3 separate regions of the Gossypium arboreum genome follow, and regions 1 and 3 are each linked to region 2. Evidence: chromatin contacts called from public Hi-C data. All regions are on one chromosome and are shown on one strand. The core of a region is the stretch at or near the end of the contact, and the rest is flanking DNA. Distances in the headings are between cores, read along the strand shown.

What was found. A called contact is a pair of places that touch in the nucleus more often than the background predicts.
Region 1: a Hi-C map of leaf shows a contact between it and region 2, with 2.5 times the contacts expected there. The contact joins the promoter of LOC108486326 here to the promoter of LOC108486139 in region 2. A contact is called at or near these places in 2 of 5 Hi-C or Micro-C datasets (both in leaf).
Region 3: a Hi-C map of leaf shows a contact between it and region 2, with 2.6 times the contacts expected there. The contact joins the promoter of LOC108486465 here to the promoter of LOC108486139 in region 2. A contact is called at or near these places in 2 of 5 Hi-C or Micro-C datasets (both in leaf).

Annotation. Positions count from the first base shown.
Region 1 is chr6:85,616,697-85,619,839 of ASM2569848v2, forward strand. LOC108486326 reads left to right here and starts at 1,392. Exons shown (of 12, transcript XM_017790323.2): 1 at 1,392-1,950; 2 at 2,059-2,199; 3 at 2,923-2,971. The coding sequence starts at 1,828.
Region 2 is chr6:85,081,011-85,084,278 of ASM2569848v2, forward strand. It overlaps LOC108486139 (4-alpha-glucanotransferase DPE2), which reads right to left and starts at 1,309. Exons shown (of 24, transcript XM_053030189.1): 1 at 1,129-1,309; 2 at 975-1,049; 3 at 124-483. The coding sequence starts at 477.
Region 3 is chr6:85,866,433-85,869,714 of ASM2569848v2, forward strand. LOC108486465 (FT-interacting protein 3-like) reads left to right here and starts at 1,299. Exons shown (of 3, transcript XM_053029544.1): 1 at 1,299-1,507; 2 at 1,622-1,699; 3 at 2,272-3,282. The coding sequence starts at 2,276.

The DNA of each region.
Region 1 (3,143 bases), core at 142-2,641, 540 kb after region 2:
TTGTTGGCAAAGATATGACGATAGGAAGTTTTGCTAGAACATTTGCTGACATAGACTTGGATGATGGTAACTAAGATTCAGTGCCTGTAGACTACAACAATGAGAAAGTTGAGGAGGTAAGAACAAAAGTATGTTCATCTAGCACAACTAAACATAAAAGAAAAAAATGCTTAAGAAAGTGTTGTCGATGAACAAATTAAATTTGCGGGTAAACAACTTGGTAAGATTGCTAATGCATTGGAACAATTTAATATGGATAAAACACCACTTCTTTAAGAAGAAGAGATGTCCATGGAAGTGGAAGGATTTGATAATGACTTCTTTCGTAGTGTGTTTAATTACCTTGTAGGTTATAAATCCGAGGCCAAAACTTTCTTAGTTAAAAGTATGAAGCATACAAAAATTTGGCTTCAAAAATTTTCTTAAGGTTGAAGATGTTGATGCTTTAATGTGGTGTAATACTAGTTATGCACTTGGACAATATTTTAGTTATCATGTGGTGTATTACTAATTATGCACTTGGATAATATTATTGATTTGTAGTATTAATAGTGATTTAGAAGCTAATTTATTATTATTCAATCTTTGTTTTTATTTTTTTATAACACAATTAAGAATCATCTATCCGCTTTTGTTGTTTTCAATTTATAACTATTACTACTCTAGTTTAATAATTGAGTACCATTATATATTTAGTTTGATGTATTTATTTATAAATAAATCATTACAATATATGTAACAATAATGTAAATATAAATTTAATAGATATAAAATAAATTCAATTAAACAATGAAAATATAATAAATTCTCAAATGTAAGCTTGTTTCATTTAAAAGCAGTTTTTATGAAATATTTTAGAAATCTACCAACAACAGAAAATATTTTGTACAGATTTATCTAAATATCAGAAAATATTAACTTTTCAAGAAAAATAAGTCGTTTTCTAGAAATCCTTTTTTAGAAACCATTTTCAATCAAACAGGCAGACCTTTAACTTCAATTTCACTTCCTTGAAAGTGTTAAAGTACTCATCACATAATGTCTTGTATGATCAGGTTTATCTTGGGTTGGCTTTCGCATAAGTAGTTAGACTTCGTAACAAATTAATTCCATCACTTAATCAAGAAAACCCCTATTTTTCAAATCCTAAAACTAATTTACATGTTTTTTTTTCTATTAAAAGGTATAAAATATATTAAAAAAATTAGCAATATTTGACTGAATTAATAGAATTAATAATAGTTTAATACATTAATATATAATGTTATTTATTAAGTTCGATTAATTTAATTAATTAATTATTAATCGAAATTTTAAAGAATCTTTAATCGATTTACGAGTGAACTAAATTAAATGAGTTGGATCAGTTAATTTAATTTTAATCGAAGTTGAGAAAAACAAAATACAAATGCAACCTGAATTCACATAAGCTGAGGGAAAACTTTTGTTGTGGAATAGAAACGGAAAGCTTCTCTTTCTTTCCCAAATAAAAACAAGAAAAAACAAAAAGCCTCCATCTTTTTCTTTACTTAGAACCGGCAAATACCGCTTTATGCTCAAAATTTTCTTTCTTCTTTTTGTCTGGTGGTTCAGATTTTCTATGGGATAATCTAACTGGTAATATATTTGTGAGCCCACTGAAGGCTCGTTTTTGGTAGCTCGTGTTAGAATTTTCTGCGTCTCGCTCAACTTCCAAGCACATTTTTTTCCTCTTACCACATTGCAGTTGCAGTCGACTTCAAACTTCAAACTCCAAACTCCCACATAACAAAATCGTAAAAGGTCGATCTATCTAAATTTTTGCTAAAAAAGTAAGATCCTTCAAAAATGGCTACCCTTCCACAAATCGCGGTTCTGGGGGCTGGAATATTTGTAAAAACTCAATACATCCCGAGACTCGCCGAGATCTCACATCTCTTCTGCCTCAAATATATCTGGAGCCGTTCAGAGGTTTCTTTTTCCCCTTTCTTCTTACTCAATATTTTGAAAATGTATATATATTTGTATTCTTTTTGCTGTATTTGAAATAGTAATGATGTTGTGGTTCATACCGAGAAGGAATCTTCGAGAGGAGCTGTTGAGATAGCCAAACAGCATTTTCCTGGAGTGGAATGTAAATGGGGAGACCAAGGTCTAAACGACATCGTGCAGGATTCTTCTCTTATTGGTACTGCTGTCGTTTTGGCTGGCCAAGTTCAGGTTCTTTATTTTCCCATTTCTTCAACATTATTTTATCCCTGAACTTTCATTGCGTTTATGTAATTTGTAATACGAGTCATCTAAGTAACAATAAAAAAGAAAAAAAAGGAAAACATAGAGATCAACCATCTGTTGTGGTAGAATTCAGATGTGGATCTTGCTAATCAATGCCTTGAGGGAACTGGCTTTGATTTCTTTCTTTAAAAAATATCTTCATGAAATGTAGCGATGTATGAGCAGTTATTCATAAAAGATGAAAATATTTCTTTGGTATTGCTTTCATAAGTACCCTTAATGAATCTGTAAAATGACAAAAAAAATCATCTTAAGGTGAGTGTTCTTGTGGTTTTGGTACTTTGGTAGATAACAGATCACATCAAATCATGAAAACATAACTTCTAGCCCAAACTTTGAATGTTCATAATTTCTAGTCATTATTTTCAAGTTCTATAATTGTTTTTCTACCTTCATTCTTTATCTGCATTTTGATCTAACATTTTAGTCAATAGTATAACTCTTTACATATGTCTGTCTCTGTCTAAAGTAAATTTTCATGTGAAACTTGTATTTTTACAATATAGAGGATGGCTTAGAAAATTAATAGGGAAGAGACCAGGGTTTGATTCCAACTCCTAATGGGAGATAATTTTATAAGGTATTAATATTATGAACATTAGTCTATCGTTGTTGGTTATTTGCTTACATATGAATTAAACCATGCAGGTAGATATCTCGCTAAAGTTGCTAAAAGCAGCAAAGCATGTCATTCAAGGTGAGATATATTGGTATGCTCTAACTATTAGGGCAAGTGAGTTAGTTCGTTATCCCTTTAATGAGGCTCTCAAGCTTTTTTCCCAGTTTGGATTTATTTTGCATAGGATCTCTTGAATTTGACTACCATTTTCCTTTCAAAGAACAGAAATCCAACAAATTTCACTACCTCG
Region 2 (3,268 bases), core at 59-2,558:
ATACGGTAATATACGTACTTCCACAACAATGGGAGCAAAAACAGTGCTTAAGAAGAATATTGATCTGAAAAGCAATTGAATGAACGAAAAGAAAAGGATGGATGAATCAAATGAAAGTAGCACCTGCCAAAGATCACGAAGCTCGAGAGTATGACCCTCCGAAAGCAGGTGAGGTATTGACAACCGACGCTCGTTTCCCATCTCCCATCTCAGTACATTTTTGGCATCATCCACCACATAATAACGGTAGCCGCAACTGAATTGACATGGCACTGAAATGGTTGCAGTCCATATGAGTTGATCATCTTGATGAACAGGGCTCAGCAACAACCCTTTCTTAACGTTCCATGAACCAAGCGTTGGTTCGGAGCCGCATACCAGCAAGCTTTGGCCCCATTCCGTGTAATACGGTATTCTAAACTTGAGTTTCACAGATTTCATAGACTTCGCCGCTGAGAACAATCCCTGACTCGCCATTTCTTACTAAAATAGATTACAACCAGAATCCAAAATCAGACGTTATTTCTGAAATTTAGGAATTGAAGAAATTCAACAACACGGGTTAAACTGAGACGTGGCCAATTGCAAATTCACACAATTGGGGCCAAACAGAGAAAGAGAGTCACCTTTACTTAGATTGAAAGTAGAAAGCTATCTATCCGTCCAGTATCCTCTTAAAGGAACGGTGAAGTTGTGTGTGTATATATAATTTTTATTTTATTAAAGAGAAACAAACAAAAGAAGGCTGCGAAAGGAGTGGGTCTGTCCGCATCTATCGTCACCATGTGTAGAAAAAATCTATTTTATCATTTTCTATAGATATTTTTATTTCGAACCAGAAGAAATAAAATCTAAAAAGACGGGTGTTATTTTTTTAGTATTTTTCATTTCTGTAGACTTTTTGTTTAAAAACAATATATGTTTTTCTCTTTTTGCCAATATGAAAGTGTTGTCGGAAAGAATGTGATGCAAACCTGAAAACTTCAAATCACGTTCATTCACGAGCGACGCCGCAACCACAGCCGCACAGCTGGCTTGAAAGTTGAAAGCTGTCCTCTTAAAAGGAACGGTGAAGTTGTTAATATATATTTATTTCATAAAGGAGAAACAAAACAAAAGAAAGCTTACCGATGATTTTTGAAAATTCCATTTCTTAATTGTTTATCCATAAATGCCTGCACCGACTGTACCATCGCTTATTTCAATTATTTTGTTAGCATTTTTGCTTGGATGTAGTAGTCCTTATTCAATGCGCTAATCATAAACAATTGTTTGGTTTGTTGTAATTGCTCAATACGAGTCGAATGGAATAAATTTCTATTATCGTATGGTGTGTAATAACAATTTAGAAATTTAGGAACTGAATTAGCTATTCAATATTATCTCTAGTTACATTTTTTCCCTTTTTTAACTTCTCAACTACATTGTTTTCACTCTTCACTTCAAATTATTTCATTCTTCCTCGACTTTTTTTTCCAAAGTGAACCCTAAAAATTAGCTTATTAATTAACGACAAATCAAGCATTCACTCGCCATCTTCATATTACTTCCAATTGAACCTCATTACTATTCTTTTGTTTCTTTTGTTTCCATTTTCTTAAGCTCCACCCTAAATTTGTTTGTCTCAACAAAATCTCTCTTTTTCTTTTTTACTTCTTATAGAGTTTTATTTTATTTATTTTTCCTTAAATTATATTTTGTTGAGATCACATATCCTTTAGTTTATTAACAACAATGAATCTTTGATTAATAAATAACAGAAGAAGTAAAAAGGACGAAAATGATTAAAAAAAACCTCTGATAGGAAGAAAAGAGACGATTAGATAAGTAGAGTTAGTAGCTATAGATGAGAAAGCATCTTTGAAAATACGTTTGGTATATGTCCAATCGTACTACAACTCTTGTGTATGAACATCAATTCTTGTTTCGAAAGCTTGATTGTGCTTTGAAGATATAATTTTGTTTTGTAATTTCTATAAGTTTATCATCTGGACATGTTGCATTCTTGTGGTTTGTAATTTGTGCAAGGATTTTTGCTTTTTCTTTTTAACTTTGCATTGTGTGCTTTGAAGATATAATTTTGCTCTATGTTATGGTTAGTCTTGTTATAAAGATTGGATATTGTAATGAATTCTAGGGTAGTTAAGGGTATTTGGTTAGAGTAAGAGAGTGATTAAAACCGCGTTTAAGAGTTGCTTAAAAATGATGTTCAACACAATTCTAGGGATTTTATTGCTCATTATGTTATGATATTGAATAGGACAAGTTACTAATCAAATATATGCATCACATTCTTGTGTTGTTTATTTCTTTTCCTTTATGGTTAGTTAACTATATGGTTACATTTTTCCTTCTTTTATAATTTTGGTAATGACTAATGAGAACTTATGCATCCTGAAGAATTCTTCTGTCAAGTCTAGATGTCATCTTGCCTTACCTATATTAACTATTGCTTTATAAATGAATATGTAGGTTTTGATTGGGGGTGTTTTCAAGGTAATGAGCATGCCATTTGTATTTCACATGGAAATTAATTTGATTATAAATTATTAAGTTATTTGAACTAAGAAAACAGGTTCATTTTTAGGTGATACATGTTTTATGTTTTGTGAGATCGAAATTGTTAGTAATTATAATTTATTTTATACATGGTCGGTGTTTTTCTTCATTTATCTATGCCATCTATTGTATCGAAGATTTTACATCCTTTATCATATGTGTTGTAGTTTAGATGCTCCTTCAATTGTTACTATTTGAAATAGTAATAAATTAAGTTTTGCAATCCTCATTCTTAATTACCTTATTGAAATAGTTGTTTCATGTCCAAATATATTTTCTTTGGCACACATTTTTGAATGAGGTTATCAGGTTGCTTTAGCATATTTCTAAGTTGCAATTGGATTCTATTAGGGGGTATGAGAGTAAACCTAAACACCTTCCTTCTTATATAAGATCTTTGGTTAGTTTTATGTTTTTCCTTAAATTGTTTTTGGTCCACTTTTAGATTGCATGCTTCAAGCTGCCAAGTAAATAAAATCCTATACTTCTTGCTGAATTTGTAATGAACCGAAAGTTACGGTATCGGAAATTGAGTCTTGAGTACTATTTCCGTGAAATTTATTCATGAATATTTATTAGAAATATTTATGAATTATAGTTGAATGGTTATTTAGTGTTTAATTAAGTGAAGTAGCTTGAATTTAGTTTAAAGGGCTAAATTGCATAAGGAATAAAAGTTTAATTATAGATTAAAGAAGTAAAAGGGACT
Region 3 (3,282 bases), core at 49-2,548, 790 kb after region 2:
ATTTAATCATTTATTTCAGTAATGATCATATTCCATAATCACATCATTAGTGGGAAAGGTAACAAATCCAATGATACTTATCTCTTGGATATACTTATTCTCAAAACTAAGTTTTCTACACCTTAGCTCCTCCCTCATACAAGCTTGGGGGGTTCAATTTCCACCATTCCTCTTCTCATAAATCCAAAATACAACAAAAGCATTAGTATTCAAGCTCTCATAGCTTTCTAAAAGCATCAATCACAAATATCAAAGAAAGGAATGATGGAAACATCGTTTCTTACTTTATTTGAAATTTTCTTTTTCTAGTTTCAACTTTTTTTTCATTAATCCTAAATCAAAAATGGAGAGATTTATGTGGGAAATGAGTTTAGGAGGTGATTTCCTAAGTGGTTTTAGTGAAATCTTAATATGGGAGGTTGAAATGTATGATTGATTTGAAGAAAAACACAAGGAAATGAAGAAAAGAAGGCTGGAAAAAGATGGTGAGAGTCCGCTAGTAGGGGATGACCGGGGGGTGCATTTCATCTTCTTTTTTTTCTAAAGAAAAAATATCCAAGCCAAAAGTCAAAGGTTCAAGTGAAACTATGTAAAATGTATAGTCCAAGTTCAATCTCCACGAAATATTCAGATGCAAAGACTCATATTCAATATCACTCATATAATATTTCCCAAAAAAAAAATACTTCCAGCAAAATGAGCAAAAGAACTTTATAATGTAAAATTTGCACTATAATCCTTTTCTCTAATTTTATTCTTTTCTTTAATTTTATTCTTTCATCCATTCTATTTATATTTTATTTTCTAATTGCTATCAATTTCATTCAATAATCAAAACTCAAATTTAAATCTTCAAATTCTGCTTCCACCCATGCCAATGTGAATAATATCCTCTTCCAAAATAGAAACACTACCTCATGAGACAATCCTTACATGACATAATTCAAGTATCTACAATAAAAATTTTAATTAAATTGGTGTAACGGATTAATTGCATATCAATTACATTAATAAAATAAAATATTATTATTTTTCAAAATAAATTGTATGATTTTAAGAATTTTTTGTTATTTTATATTTTCATATAAAAATAAAAAATATACATATATAATAAGATTTAAACCTATACCTTTTAATTTTCATATTTATATTTTACTATTCAACTAAAAGTTTATTTATACTTTTATCAATTTTAAAGTTGGTTTTTCATTCACATAGTAGATTTACCATAATAATAACAATATAATAATAATCAGTGAAAAGAGCGAGCCAACAACACTGAGTCCGAGGTCCACCAACATCAACACAAACAAACAAAACAACCCTTCATCTCGCATGTGCCGGAACCGACAACAGTCTTCCCACGTGTGACTTTCTTTGTTTTATCTTAAGCTTCAACCCCTACGTTTTTTATACAAAATAAAATGTCTCCTGTTAATATATCTTTTTAGTTTTCATCTTTGCTCTTCTTTTTGGTGAATCAAATTAAATGGTGAAAAGAGAAAAGGTTGATACTTTGTACTTTTTATGTGTTCTTTTATTACTTTATAGATCTTTGAGTCTCACTTCCCACACCTCCCCGTTCTTATTCTTACTAGTTTCGTATTTTTTTTCTTCCAAGTTATATAAACATAAAAGATTTTCCATTTCTGCACCTTGAAGAAAGAAAGTTGGTTCTTTTTCTTGCATTCTTACAAAGGTACAACTCTTTTTCTTTTTCCTTTTAAATGACTGCTTTGATTTCAAATGTTTGTCTTCGTAGGTTTGGTTTGAGTTGTTGTTCTAACTTTGACACTATGTTTTTTCACTCTTTTAAGTCATGTAAAATGTCAATAATGCATGACAGTGATATATGGTTCGTATTTTTTTCTTTTGCTTGTAGTTAACTCCTCTTTTTTTCTTGTGTTTGGGATAACGGATTTTCTTGCTTTAGATCTGTCTGTTTCTTCTTGTATAAAACGCAGTTTTGGTTGTTTTGCTGTATATTCTGATAAATGTTTCAATTTTAATGCTGTTTGGTAACCGGGAAAATTGTTTAAAGAGCCTTCAAGTTCGCTTCTTTGATTGTTAACTGCATTGAATGCTTCTTTACTAATGATTATTGACAAGTACGTATGAACTGTTTCGCTATTATTTTACTTAGTTTTCTTCCCTTTAGCTCGGCTACCAAATGGAGCTACTAAGTTGTAAATTTGTTTATTATTATCGAAATTCTAATTTTTCTGATAACCATAGCTGCTGCTTGCACAACTGTTGAGTGTTGTTTAAAAGCAAAATGCAGAAGCCGCCGCCACAATCAGTAGACTTTGCCCTAAAGCAGACCTCACCCAACATCGGGGCCGGGGCAGTCACCGGTGATAAGCTTTCGTGCACCTATGACCTTGTGGAGCAAATGCAATACCTGTACGTTCGAGTTGTGAAGGCTAAGGATTTACCTGGAAAAGATGTCACTGGTAGCTGTGATCCTTATGTGGAGGTTAAACTTGGGAACTACAAGGGAGTAACTAAGCATTTCGAGAAGAAGAGCAATCCTGAATGGAACCAAGTATTTGGATTCTCAAAAGAAAGAATTCAAGCTTCTATTTTGGAAGTGTTTGTGAAGGACAAGGATGTTGTTGTAGATGATTTAATTGGCAGGGTTGTGTTCGATGTCAATGAAATTCCGAAGAGGGTTCCTCCCGACAGCCCATTGGCGCCACAGTGGTATAGATTGGAAGATCGAAAGGGTAATAAACCAAAGGGAGAACTCATGCTGGCTGTTTGGATGGGAACTCAAGCAGATGAGGCATTTCCGGATGCGTGGCATTCAGATGCTGCATCAGTTGGCCCAGATGGTGTTACAAACATTCGATCAAAAGTGTATCTTTCCCCCAAGCTTTGGTATGTGAGGGTGAATGTCATTGAAGCTCAAGACTTGGTACCTAGTGATAAAGGCAGGTTCCCTGAAGTATTTGTGAAAGCTGTTCTTAGAAATCAGGCTTTGAGAACTAGAATATCTCCGAGTAAGACCATCAATCCAATGTGGAATGAGGACTTGATGTTTGTAGTTGCTGAACCTTTCGAGGAGCCATTGTTTCTATCCGTGGAAGATAGGGTGGGATCGAACAAGGATGAAACCTTGGGGAAGTGTGTGATTCCTTTACAGGTGGTTCAAAGAAGGTTAGACCATAAACCTGTGAATAGTCGGTGGCACAATCTCGAGAAACATGTGATTGTTGATGGAGAGAAAAAAGAAATGAAATTCGCCAGCCGGATTCACTTAAGGATCTGTTTAGAAGGAGG